2 separate regions of the Sus scrofa genome follow, and region 2 is linked to region 1. The links are chromatin contacts, called in public HiChIP or PLAC-seq maps. All regions are on one chromosome and are shown on one strand. Each heading gives the region's core, a stretch centred on a gene start, on an enhancer-like site or on the middle of the called end of the contact. The rest is flanking DNA. Distances are from core to core; before and after follow the strand shown.

Region 1 (7,043 bases), core at 3,033-5,532:
GAAAATACAGAGCCCTTTGTTTAAAAACAAATTACAATTTACAAGATGGGAGTTCCTGTCGTGGCTCAGTGGTTAACGAATCTGATTAGGAACTATGAGGTTGCGGGTTCGGTCCCTGCCCTTGCTCAGTGGGTTAAGGATCCGGCGTTGCCGTGAGCTGTGGTGTAGGTTGCAGATGCGTCTTGGATCCCGCGTTGCTGTGGCTCTGGCGTAGGCGGGCGCCTACAGCTCCGATTCGACCCCTAGCCTGGGAACCTCCATATGCCGCAGGAGCAGCCCTAGAAAAGGCAAAAAGACAAAATAAATAAAATAAAATAAAATAAAATAAAATAAAATAAAATAAAATTTACAAGACGGTGACGGCAGAGCATTACACCAACCATGGGGCTCTTCTAAGCATGAGCCCTCATGAAGCTGGTCCTGTGTCTGATTATTCTTAAGGAAGAAGAGTAGGGAAGCCTTTATCCTCTTTATAGGGACAGATTTTCAGATCCAGCCTAACATTTACCCAAATGTCAACTCAGGCCCTGTTCCACACCCTAAGAGCAGGGGGCACTTAAATGTACAGCAAAGAGATGAAACTTTCCGAAGTATAAAGAGCCCTAGCCCACTTGGTGAAATCTAATCAGTTATGCATCTGCCTCCAGGGATCTCGCTCTCTTGCATTCAAAACTCCCAGGGAGTTCCCATCGTGGCTCAGTGGTTAGCGAACCCGACTGGCATCCATGAGGACGCAGGTTTGATCCTTGGCCTCACTCAGTGGGCTGAGCATCTGGCGTTGCTGTGGCTGTGGTGTAGGCCGGAGGCTATAGCTCAGATTAGATCCCTAGCCTGGGAGCCTCCATATGCCGTGGGTGTGGGTGTGGCCCTAAAAGAAAACAAACAAATAAACAAACAAACGAAGACAAAGTTTTCCAAACCTCCAAGGACCCGAGAAGGTTCGTAAGCAACCCACACATGGGAGGTCTCCAGGACAGCTGACACCTAGGGTTATCCCGCGCCAAAGGGACACAAAAGGATTTGCCTGCCCTGGGATCCCTGGACAACAGCCATGTCTGAACCCAAACACCAGTGTCAGCATCAGCAACACTGTGCTGTTTGCGGGATAGAGAGGAAGTTCAGATTAGCCACTGGCTCTCTGTCCACCAGCAATTTCCTGAAAAGATTGTATTTGGTTCAAGCAGTTCTGTTTGGATAACACCTCCTGACTCTGCAAACTATGAGACTCTCCTAAAATCTGGATCAAGGGATTCCTCCCCTGAGGCCTCCCACTTTCCAGCAAAAGTGGCAAACTGTCCCATCTTTTCTTCATTTTCATCCTTCTAGCAAGGCTTCATATGGGCAGGAACTGTTTTCGTAGTTCCCTTTGGGTCCTAAGAGCTCCATACAAAGCCTGGTATGCAGACGGAGCTCAGGGCACACCTGCTGAATGTGTTAAGGGTGGAGGGAGTAGGTGTATGTGGCAATACTTCCACTGGAAATGCTACCTATAATCAGAGAGCAACAGAGATCTTAGCTGAAAGCTTGACTTTTGAGTTATTAAGATTTTTATTAACAAGAACAAACAACTGCCACTAAATTCCTTATTCTCGTGCTGATTATTTTACATGCGTTATATTATGTATGGGTTTTGACGACCTTTTTGAGGGCTTATTTTTCCAATATCACCCTTATTTTAGAGATGAGGAAACTCAGGATCAGAGAGATTGAGTGTCTTGCCACAGCCCACACAGCCATCAGCAGAGGGGCTGACTCATGCACAGCCTGGCCTGACTCTGAGGCTGGCATTTAGCGACCATACTCTACAGCCACAAGATGCTACCCTCTGTGAGGATTCTAGTTGCTAATAAATAAATAAATAAATAAATATATATATATATATAATATATATATATATATATATATATATTTTTGGCCACACCCATGGCATGTGGAAGTTCCCAGGCCGGGGATGGAACCTGTACCATCGCAGCAACCCAATCTGCTGCAGTGACAACTCTAGATCCTTAACCCACTATGCCACAAGGGAACACCTAATTGCTAATACTTTGATTTCTTACGTGTCCAATGAAATAGTTAAAAATAGGGAAGACATCCCTTTCCCTCTCCTCTAGTAATTCCCCAGTGTGACAGGGAGAAATGCCCCGAAACCTGATTCAGGAGAGAAAGAACACGCTTGGCACCCGAACCCAGGAGAAGCTGGATGCAAGAATCTTACTTCCTTTCATAACTTTAGGGGCAATTTACTCCCTACAAGAGAAAAGAACAAGTTCTCCCAATGTCTATGTATGTATGAATACCTACTTCTTTACCAAAAGAATTCGAGGCTGTTTATAACAGAAGTCCTACCCACGGGAAAAGGAGGAGAGAAGCCCAGGGCTGGGCTTGGGGAGAGAGGCGGCCAGGACACAGGCCACGTGCGCTGAAGCCGGGCTGCGACCGGGCCCCACGGAACCTGCGGATGCCCTCGTGGTGAAGGGACCGCACTGACGTTGACCTGTGCTTTCCATCATGTGACCATAAACGAACCTGCCAGAAAACCTTTGTGGTCTAAGGACCCACTCCAAGAAAGAACAAGTGTGGTCAGAGAGTTGGTCGAGAAATGACTGGCGGTTTCTAAGAATAAAAAAGAACCTGAGAAAGTACGAGACGTGGCAAAGAGGGCACGAGACCATCCACGTCCAGGTTTCTGCTTCCACAATATCCACCTCAACTGTACCCGACTCTGGAAAAACGAAGTGGTCCCCAAACGCCTTTCCCGGCCCAGCGCCGGCACGGGGCCATCGGCCACTCGCTCCAGGACCTAAAGACACCGAGAGGCTTCAAAGGCCGCTCGGGAGGCGCCGCAGGTGCACACGCTGCGCTCGCTCTTCTCCTCGGACCTGCCGGCCGCGTTCGGCCCTCACCCCTCAGTCTCGTTGCTCTGAGGGGACTTTTACCCACAGAATCCAACTTGCTTCCGAAACGTACTTCTGCGGCGGGGGACGGTGTGAGGCCTTAGAACCTGGGACCGAAGCCACGGGGCGCTGTCCCTCCCACTGAGGCTGGACGCTTCCAGAAGCGGGGAAGGCAGTCGCCCCACCCTGAGGGGCCGGGACCTCTGGTCCCTACGGCTGTCCCCGGGGTGCAGGCTCACGACGGGTTCCGTCCCGGGTTTGGAACTCTGGTCCCCAAGAGTCACCCTGGGGACAGGGAGGGGGGGGATGAAGAATTGCATGTAGGAGAGCGAGGGGCAGGCTGGGGCCCCAAGCAGAAAGTCTCTGGCCTCCGAAGGAGAAAAGGAGCAGGAAACATCACAGGGCAGGGTGGGGACCGTGCGGCGTTCAGCGCTCATGTCTGCGCCCCCACTGCCCAGCGCGATACAGAGAAGGTTCTGAGGGGCTTTCTGTGCTGGGCTGAACTAAAGCCTGGGAGAACGAAGCTGCCAGCTGGCCTCTTCGAGGACAGGAGCTCAATATTCTCATTGAAAAAACGGTATCTGACCTCTCTCTCTTTCACAGGATTATTGTGAGATTAAACTGAGGCATGGGTGTTTTGAGAGCTCTTTAAATATTAATAAAACATTTTCCAAGAGAGAAAGCTCATCACTTCTATGTGGACACATGGCCCAGACGAACCTGTCTACAGAACAGAAACAGACTCACAGACCTGGAGAAAGATGTGCGGTTGCCAAGGGGGGCGTGGGATGGACTGGGAGTTTGGGGTTCGTAGATGCAAATTATTCCATTTAGAATGGATAAGCAATGAGGTCCTGCTGTGCAGCACAGGGAACTCTATCCAATCGCTTGTCACGGAACATGATGGAAGAGAATCTGAGAGAAAGAGTGTGTCCACATTTATAGGTCTATGTATGACTAGGTCACTTTGCTGAACAGCAGAGATCGACAGAACACCGTAAATCAACTAAACTACAAACATTTAAAAAAATAAAATAAAAAAGAGAACACTCTTTAACACTCTTTAACACTGGGTGATCCCCAGACCCCATCATCAAACACCAATCTTGGGCCGATTTTCAGGGCAGAGGAAGGGCTGAAGTGCAAGTGGGTCTATCCTCACTGCTGCCTGTGCTCCTTCTTGCCTGCACCTTCTTTGGGACCCCAAACCCCTCCTTTCAGCAGCTCCAATGCTGCCCGTGCCCACCTCGGGTACTCACACCCCTCACAGAGTGGCACCGACGATGCTGAGGAGATGGGCTCTCCTCGCTCTGGGCCTCCAGAGTCCCTCGCAGACTTCACCTTATTTTGAGCTTGAGTTAGAGCACCAGGCCAAGCCTCCTGCCAGCACTGCCGTTCAAGCCAGTTGGCACTAGCGGCTCCCAGCCAGCCAGCCTGCCCGCCCACCACATTCCAAGGGGGCGAGCCTACCAGGATGGATTCCGAGCGTGGTCTGTTTCATTTTCCGAAGCCGTGCGGGTTCTTCTTAGAAACTGAAAGACCTATTAGCTTGGGTTTCATTTTCTGGGACTGAGAGACTCTATCTCGACTTTACAGCTTCTCCTTTCTTACCCAACTGTAGGCACAAGTTTCCCAGAACAACGTTTTGCCCGAGGACACACAGGGCCCAGGGATGCTGGTGGTCAGCAGGGACACCTGCCCTGCCTGCAGGCTTTTGAACCACTGAGTAAAAATCAAACTAGTTACAAGCTCGTCTGAATGAGTCCAACAAATAGTATGGATCTTCATTCACAGCCTGTACTTTAGTTCTTGGAGGGAATCTGAGTAGCAGAACTACCCCTGGCAGATTAGATAATAACCAAGTGTTATTAAACAGGATTCTACTTGGCTTCTCTTTTTCTTCACTTACACGGATGATGTCAACTCCTTCTACGTGATCTTGATATGTGTCCTGTTGTATGAGGAGAAATATAAGGGAACGATCCCTTTAATGAGCTGATACTGAGGTCTGAGTGGCCTCACCAGCCGGGTTTAGCCCCAGACAACGGATGTATTCTCTCATGGGGAAAAGAAGGGCTTCATAGCTACTTCTCTCAAACTAAACTCTAGCACAAAAGAGAATTATTTGCTTTTGCACCTGCGGCATATGGAGGTTCCCAGGCGAGGGGTCCAATCGGAGTTGTAGCCACCTGCCTATGCCCCAGCCACAGCAACGTGGGATCCAAGCCTCATCTGTGACCTACACCACAGCTCACGGCAACACCGAATCCTTAACCCACTGAGCAAGGCCAGGGATCGAACCCGCAACCTCATGGTTCCTAGTCGGATTCATTTCCGCTGAGCCAGGAACTCCAAAAGAGAATTATTTGTGCCTGGGCCCTCTAGAATGAATTAGCTCATAGTAAATAACCTAAACTGTACATTCACATAGGAGAAGTTCTGAAAACTAGTGTTTCCAGGCAAATCTATAGGCAGAGCTAATGTTGCTCAAAATCAACCAGTTCACAGGAGCTATTAGGGTCACTATTTTTTTCTTTAGCCACCCTGCGGCATATGGAGTTCTCTGGCCAGGGATTAGATCTGAGCCACATTTGCAGCCTACGCTGCATCAATGTCAAGAGTTCAGGCAGGGAGCCAACCTGCAGCCCAGGGCTCCAGACACCCCGTCCACCCTGCTGCACCACATCGGCAATGCCTAGAGTCACTCTCCATATCACTTGGAAAACGTCACAAGTTAAAAACAATTCAGGCTAGCTTTAGAGCTCTAAAGCAGATGAAATTTCTCCTTGGCGATAGGATCAGGCTTTGCCCTCAGGGACTGTATCGGGGAGCCCCCAGCAGGGCCTGGGAGGCAGGTCAGGGCACAGATGCCCGCAGCCTCAGACCAGTGGCCAGGATCTATTTCTTCAGAGATTCCTCGGTGATTCTTTGAGCAAAGTTGGAGAACTGCACCAAGAAAACACGAAGCTTTCTCTGCTCCTCCCCTCCACCCCGTGAGGAAGAGGAGCCTGATACGAATCAAGGCGAGTACTCAGTAAACAGCAGGAGAAGCACAAAGCGCTGTGTGAGGATGTCACCCCCCCACCCCCGCCCCGTCCCTTAAGCTGCTGGAATCGTGAGGCAGCATTTGAACTCAATTCAGAAATTCTGCAGGCCTTCATGGCTTGTCTTCTGCAGCTCTTTTTCTTTCACTCTCCAGTTTTTACTCTTACAGTCTTCTCTGGTTCTCATTTTCACCTTTAATTGCTTTGCTGCCATCATTTTATTTTATGATTTTCATAAGTACTCTCAAATCCTCTGTAGCGTAAAGTGGGGTATAAGCAAATAACCATACTTAGGTTCACACATACATCAAAGGGGCCCCTGTCTGCGGTCCTGCCATGCTAAGACCCCGCCACGGAGACCGGCCCGCACGCCTCTGTCCTGGCTTGAGGCTGGGATCCCTTCCTCGGAGTTCTGTACAAAAGCAGCAGCAGCCTTACTTGTGTCCTTGGAGCTCGATGGCTGTTCCTTTCCTCCCGCCGATGTCCCACATGATGACAGAGTGATCGGAGCTCCCCGAGAACAGCACCCGCTGGACGGGGTCCCAGCAGAGAGCAGTCACCCCACCTGAGGACAGACACAGCTGCACGTCAGTCCCAAAGTGACCCCAGAACTCACCAGCACAATGAGAGCAAAGGGGGCAGGAGGTGTGTGTTGTGAGCTAACAACACACTTTTGCTCAGAGAATGAGTCCCCAGAGAGGAAAAAAAAATTGGCTCCAAGAATAAAAGTCCCACCCTTTCAGCACTATTCCCCCCAAAATGTACCATAAAATCAATTAGTGCAAAGACCAAAGGGAAATAAAAAAGGCAATTCATTGACCATCAAAAAATACATACAATTCTAAGAAGAATGGAAAATATTACATTGTTTGGACATGTTAACCATATTTTTTAAGCTGCTGTCTGCCTCCCACCCAGACAACAGCAGATGAGAAGTAAATGCGGTTTTAAAAAGCTCAATTCAGGGAGTTCCTGTTGTGGCTCAGCAGTTAACGAACCTGACTAGGATCCATAAGGATGCGGGATTGATCCCTAGCCTTGCTCAGTGGGTTAAGGATCTGGCGTTGCTGTAAGCTGTGGTGTAGGTTGCAGACATGGCTTG
Region 2 (7,043 bases), core at 2,637-5,136, 260 kb after region 1:
CATTGGGCAATAATTCCTTTAAAAACAGCAGCAAAGAGCATGTTTTCTCCCACATACCTCTTCTGACCAGTATCTTCCCAGAAAAAATTTCCCTAGACTGCAACAGTACAGGGCTTAGCACACACTTCTCCAACTAGTTTTTCCTCCAGCATTGCAAGAGCTCAGTTTCTTCAGTTGAGTCTGATGAAACAGTTGGCTTGCATTTGGGGGCCATGTTTTAGAAACATAAGCCTGCATGTAACCAGAAATCTTTCTGGAATCACATTCTAGAATTAGAGAGACTGAGTGAAGAAGAGATTCGTGTTTCCCATCTTGTGCTTCCTGCAAGGCCTCAGCTCACGGAGGGGAACAGTGGGAGTCTCTGGCATTATTTAGCTTTCTCTTTTTCTTTTTGTCAGACATAGTGGAATTCAAGCTATCCATGTAAGCATATGACTGGTGTCACATTTATAGTTTTTTCCCCCCTCTAGTTTGCAGATTTATTTTGGGAGTTCTTGAAAGAAATGTAGTAATTCTAGGGTAGGTAAATTTTTAAATTATGTCTTGAGTACTACTGGATGCTAGACAAATTTTTCTCATACTCTGAGCATATAGGTTTTTTTTTTTTTTTTTTTCCCCTCTTTTGCTTTTTAGGGGCACAGGTGCAGCATATGATAGTTCCCAGGCTAGAGGTCGACAGGGAGCTACAGCTGCTGGCCTACGCCAGTCACAGCAAAGCTGGATCTGAGCCACATCTGTGATCTACACCACAGCTCACAGCAATGCCAGATCCTCAACCCACTGAGTGAGGCCAGAGATTGAACCTGTATCTTCATGGATACTAGTCGGGTTTGTTTCTACTGAGGCCCAATGGGAACTACTGAGCATATTGTTCTTAATCAGCATTATTTAAGATTCTCCTGCACTTAAAAAAAAAAAAAATGAGATGTCTAGGGCCCATCTCAGTTCTACTGTGTCACTTTCCTCTGGGTTTGGGGATTATTATTTTTAAGCTCTATTGGTAAAGCTGATGGTCACCTCCTGGCCCAAAACCACTGCTTTAAGCCATCAACTAATAGCTTAATTGTCAACCAGAGTCACTAAGAATAAACTTGGCCTATTTCACAATTTTTGTCTAGGGACCACTTGTCAATGCTTCCTGGTTTCTGATTGCCTCTTGGATTTGCTGCATATATATGTCCTGATTTCTTTCCTGTTCTGTCTTGGGGGCTTTGCCTTTGAGCCTTTCTGAGCTCTGAATTGCAAACTTGGCCTTTGATCTCAGGTGCCATCCTAAGCATAGGATCGGGTTATATGCGCCACGTTGGTTCCTTGGACTTGGTTCTCCTCATCTTTGCATCTAATCCTGGCTGTACCATACACCTCCATTTTTGACTTAGGGCCACAATCTGCCAGTTCCACGGAGTCAGGGAAGAATGACCATGATGGCTCCATTGGAAATGATTTCAAATCTCTGCAATAGGTAAGGTCATTATTAATGCATGCTCATCTACTTCATTCGTCTAGTTTGATTCCCTTCCAACACTGCTTTGTACTCAGCACTGTAACTAAAAACTCTAATTTATATGGAATAAAGGCCCTCTACCATCTAGACCTGACTTTCTGGATCTTATTCTATTCTTCATGTACCTGGTGCTCCAGCCTAGCTGAACTTGATTGTTCCCCAGGAAGCCATTAGCCATGCTGTGCTAACTTCCTTTCTTTACTACATTTTCAATGTCTAGAAGGATTTTTAAATAGCAGCTTCTTTTCCTTTACCCACAAATCCAAATCCTACCAGTCTTTTAAAGCAGTGTTTCTCAAACCTGTAACATAAAAGAAATTCTTACAATTCTAGAGAATATATTTTCTGACAGGCAAGGGTCTAGAGACCACAGTTTGAAAAGCACTGATAGATGAAGCTAGAGAAACCTGAAGACCAATTCTATGAAAATCTCTTTCAGTTGCAAATTATCACTTTTTTTTTTTTTTTTTTTTTTGGCAGTGCCCCTGGCACGCACAGGTTCCCAGGCCAGGGATCAAACCCTGTGCTGCAGCTATAACCAGAGCTATAGCAGTGACTCTGGGTCCTTAACCCATTGAGCCATGAGGGAATGCTGCAAACTATCACTTTTAAGAGTATTTTTCTTTATAAATAATAAAACAATTTGTACGTTGTCATTAAAGTGAAAACTAAAATTTTAGGTATCAAAGAACTCTAATTGTTATCTCCAGGTCTAGGATCCCAGTTTGAGAAACACTTCTGTAAGGCACCACTTAAACACACTGACCCTGGAAAATGTTCTTTCATTACTCCAGGGAAATAAAATTTCCTCTTTTCTGAATTATTTAGTATCTAATCACTTTCTGCCCTGGAGTAGCTAATAACATGTAGGCAATATTTTTTTTCTAGAAAAACCATAAGCTCTTTGAAGGCAGGAACAATACTTTAATCATTTTTTAACTCCACCAGTCCTTAGCAAATATTGGATATAAGGTCTGTATTCCATCTTATTTCATAGTCCAAATCTCTTAAAAAGGTTTCACTCTTCTGTGGTACACATGCACAGAACAAACCCTACTATATTACGGAAATAGCTCTACTATAAATTTTAAAAAGTTCAGAAGTTGTCTTAAATATTAGGGAAAGTCCAAGTTATAAAATTCAAAAATTTTAAAAGTGCCACAAAATATGTCTGCTCTGTGTTCATAGTAACAGGAACAATTTTTTTGAATGACTAGTAGGTAAATAATTAAAATTTCAGGATAAACAAAAAAATCAAAATGCAAGGTTAGTAGGAGAGGCCTTCTTAATTTCTACATGGTATTATAAAGATCATATGTCCCTAATTCAACTTTTATTGAATGTCCTCAAGTTTTCAACAAGTATATTTGAGGAAACTTCCTCGGACACTTTGGCGAGGATTCATTAAGTCATCAGGAATGCTAACAGGGGCTGGTTTTTACAGAGAAAAGTCTTCTCTCATGTAGTATTTAGATGAGTCTGAGATAGCACATAGTGAAAGCAAAGAGCACTGGAGGAATCCACTCTGTGTGTCACCTAGGCAAGCTGAAGTCAGTTCATTTAAAAATAAGTAATGGATTATGGTTTACTAAGGTCTCTTTTAGATGGCCCTAAGTAAAAATGGCTTGAGAGAGGTTATTTCTTTGGGCAGGACGGTTTATTTTTCCCCGAGTATAAAAAGGGCAATAAACTCTGTATCGATATTTGAGTCTTCCTACCGCCTGCCCTTTTTAGGGCTGAGTTAAGAAAAAACGGGTTGTTCCCTTTTTGGTGGGTCCTTCTACAAGAGGGCTCCTGGCCAGGTCCGGCCCCCACCCTCGATAACTGCCCAAGGCCAAGCGACACTGGGGGCGAAGCTGGCCCCACGTCCCCACTCCCCAGTGGGAGCGGTGTGACTTGCGAAGGAGATTAGTCCCTGGTCATAAACAACCTCTCACTTCCCCTCCCCCGCCCCGGGCCCGCCCGCGCTGGGGCCGGCCCTCCGAGGCCCATGGAACCTCCTCCGACGACCGCGGGCCTGCTCCCGACTCCTAACCAGGCGTTTGATTGCTTTACTCATCCCCTCCTCATTCGCGCACCCGGGAAGGGGCTCGCTACAGCGACCTCCAGATGGGCGCTCAGACCAGTCTCCATCTCCCTTTCCCCGACCCCTATCACCTCCAACAGCCAAGGAGAGGCCGCCAGCCCTGATGCGCAGACGCACAGCGGCAGCCGCCTAGAGCGCGCTGACGCGGCCCCCGCCCTGATCCCGCGGTCCTTCCGCGGTCCATCCCCGCCCCTTCCCGGAGCCCGCCTCCGCGTCACCGGCCCTCCTGCTCGCCTCTCGCGCTCGCTCTCGCGCGCACCCGACGCCCCGCCTCCGCGCGTGCTCCGTAACTGTTCCCGGAGCCGGCCTCCAAGCTTCCCCCGCCCCTGGGCTGTTTGAATATGCTAATAAGAAGCTAGGGACCAGCCAATAGAACAGTGGGGCGGTGCATCACGTGGCTCGAGGACGTGTCAGAAGGCGGAGCTTCTGCAGCCCCTGCCCGAGTTAAAACCGGAGTGTGAGAGAGAAAAGCGCTTCAGTAGCGAGAGGGGCTGAGAAAGTGGTGACACCGCCGGGGTGCGGAGGGAGTCCCTGAAACTTCTCCCAACAGCCCCAGGGCCAATCTCCCCTCAGCCCACTCCCCTCGTCGCCAGCTCCCAGGTCCCCACTCCCTGCACCGGGGGTGGGGTAGGGAGCCAGGCCCGTCTCCCGCTGGGACACACACAGGGGCCGGGAGCGGGGACGGGACCCCCGAGGCGGGGGGGACGCACCGACAGACAGACGGCCGGGCGCCCGCCCCTGCGGGCAGGCAGGCAGGAGGAGGCGGAGGCGGGGGTACGAAGGGGAGGACTGGGTCTGGGGAGTTTCCTCTCAACTATCGGGGGAGAAACTCCCCGCAGCCGGAGGAAAGACCCAGACGGTGTTTTCCTCCCGGGGGCCGCGCTCCCCCGCCCCGCGTAGCGGCGGTCGCCGCCGCCGCCACCGGCGCCTCCACCTCTATCATCTCTTTCTCCACCACCTCGGGCCCCGGTGTCCCCGGCCAGCACTATGCCCATCTTACTGTTCCTGATAGACACGTCTGCCTCTATGAACCAGCGCAGCCATCTGGGCACCACCTACCTGGACACGGCCAAAGGCGCGGTAGAGACCTTCATGAAGGTACCGACTGACCGAGCCCGGGCGGCGACCCCGGCCCGGCGGCCCGCGGGCGGCAGGGGTGGGGGAGGGCGGCCGGGGGCGGCGAGGCGGAGGTGTCGGGGACCTGACTGCGGGAGCTGCCGGGCTCGGGGACCCCCTCCCCCACCGCGCGGGCGGGCGGGCAGGCGCTGCGAGCCGGGCTCGGCCCGGGCCCGGGCTCCGGCCCCGGGCGGTGTGTGGGGGCCGATCTGTGTGTGTAGGGCGGCGTGGAGGGGTGGCCGCGGCGTGTGCGGTACTGTGGGGGGCGGCGGGGCCGCTGGCTCCCCTTCTCCGCCTGGTAACCTCGCCTCTGTGCTTCTCTCTCGCCCGCCCTGTTCCACCTCCCGTCCCCCACCCGCTCTCCCGCAGCTCCGTGCCCGGGACCCTGCCAGCAGAGGAGACAGGTATATGCTGGTCACTTTCGAAGAGCCGCCCTATGCTATCAAGGTAACAGCCCTCGCCCTCCCCCTTCCCTTCCCTGTTCCTTCCTCTCTCGCCCTCCCCGCCCCCCCATTCACCCTTCATTATGCTCCCCTCCCCCACCCGCTGTGCTCCAGGCGCTGAGGTCCTTTCCCCTGCGGGCTCCCACCCCCTCCCCCGCTCCGGAGCGTCCTGGCGCGGCGCGGAGTCGCCGGGCCACCGCCGTCCCCTCCCCAGCCCGACCCAGCGGCGGCGGCGGCGGCGGCGGCGGCGGCGCTGCGATCAACATGGCCGACATTTCCCCTCCGCGGCGTGAGCGGCAGCAATGAACTGTGGGGGATATTTATTCAAGTTAGCCCGAGTGACAGCCGGGCCCGGCAGCGCCGAGCCCGGGTTTGCATTAAAGGGGAATCGGCCCGAGGCTCGGGCGGGCCGGCGGGGCGGGGGCGGGGGGCTGCGGGACCGGGTGTCCGGATTCTCCCCGAGAGGGCCTCGGGCGGGTGGGACAGCTCTAGGGGAACTTCAGAAGTCCCGCTCACTTTTGCTTTCCACCAGTACCTTCGCTTCCCCGAGTATTGGGTATTAGGTTGGGGAGTACATTTCCTGGGGAAGTTACAAACTATGAAGACTGGTAGCGAGGGAAAGCTGTAGAGCCAGCAGGTTTATTCTTGGCCACCTTTGGAAGAGACTTTCCTCGGCACTGATACGGTATTGACACGTTACCCAAAACCATACAGTACAGTGGAGCAGCTACTTGGTGAACGGCAGATTGTAACGGCCGTCCATGTATACAGGGCTTAAAAGATGGGAAAAAAAAATTCTTACATTTTTCTTTTCAGGCCGGATGGAAAGAAAACCATGCAACGTTTATGAATGAACTGAAAAACCTTCAGGCTGAAGGACTTACGACTCTTGGCCAATCCCTAAGGACAGCTTTTGATTTATTAAATTTAAATAGATTAGTAACTGGCATAGACAACTATGGGCAGGTAGGTTGTATATTAAGGTGGAAAAACAGTTGATTTTTAAAAGATTTTTTTTGGTTGGAAAAGCAATCCAGTCCAAAAAGTATAAAACATGAAATACAACTCTAAAACATTTCAGATTAAAATACAATATGTACATTATACAAAAGTGAAACTGATTACACCTTATGGTTTTATAGCCCTCACTTTTTTTTCCTTTTCTTAAAATGTGTTGTATTCAGGGTTTGAGCCTGAATTCTTTGCTATAAAGTTAGACATGAATTTAGTGTTAATCCCTCGAAGTTCACTCAGGAAACAACAGGGAAAACATCCTGCCTCACCACACTCAGTGACTCTGATAGTCTACCCACAGGCGCTTGTGCAATGACTTACAGACACTAGTTGATGAGTGGTCTTAAAATGTTAGAGGAAATTATTCTATTTGTTGTATCAGAGTTTAATTTAACCATACTGTATAATGAGGTTCTGAAAAGTAAAACAGTTTTCATTGGGATGCAATAACTGGCTGAGACCATTAGGATTTCTCGGTTTTTGAAGTATATACAATAAGCCACTCTGCAGGAAGAATTCTGAAGCCATTCTTGAATGAAAGGGCAGGTCCAGAGTTGGGGTTTTTTTTGGTTGTGTGTTTTTTTGTTTTTTGTTTTTAATTTGAAACCCCTGAAAAAGTGACTGTTTGAACTTATGAACGAACCCATCTTTCCTCCCTTAACTCCCCCGGTTCCTCTATTGCACTTGCTGTTAGCTGAGGATGAGACAAGAGCTTTAAATCACATGCTGGTTCACTGTGGGATAATGCAAGTTGGTCCATTTTAACACTTTTTGAGATTGCTGCCCTGTAAAATAAAAGATAGTGACGAATGTGTAATGTTACACATAACAAAGGAATATTAAATCCAAGGAGCTCAGTTTTTATGTTGTAGGGCAAAGC

The links. HiChIP or PLAC-seq counts read pairs in DNA pulled down with a chosen protein or histone mark.
Region 2: an H3K27ac HiChIP or PLAC-seq map of skeletal muscle shows a contact between it and region 1. The contact joins the promoter of INTS6 here to the enhancer-like site in region 1. A contact is called at or near these places in 1 of 5 promoter capture datasets (liver), 8 of 47 Hi-C or Micro-C datasets (embryonic fibroblasts, fetal heart ventricle, fibroblasts and 3 more) and 1 of 2 datasets of contacts at active chromatin or transcription factors (skeletal muscle).

What each region holds. Positions count from the first base shown.
Region 1 is chr11:16,109,604-16,116,646 of Sscrofa11.1, forward strand. WDFY2 (WD repeat and FYVE domain-containing protein 2) reads right to left here. Exons shown (of 12, transcript XM_021065301.1): 7 at 6,380-6,506. Among named protein-coding and RNA genes, the nearest start is that of CCDC70, 140 kb to the left of the region's middle. Within about 2 kb of position 4,283, at least 15 of the 83 cell types and tissues checked have an H3K27ac peak or open chromatin away from gene starts, as enhancers often do. A contact at or near this core is called in embryonic fibroblasts, omental adipose tissue and skeletal muscle, where this site is marked.
Region 2 is chr11:16,371,390-16,378,432 of Sscrofa11.1, forward strand. INTS6 (integrator complex subunit 6) reads left to right here and starts at 3,887. Exons shown (of 19, transcript XM_021065287.1): 1 at 3,887-4,688; 2 at 5,076-5,153; 3 at 5,966-6,115. The coding sequence starts at 4,578.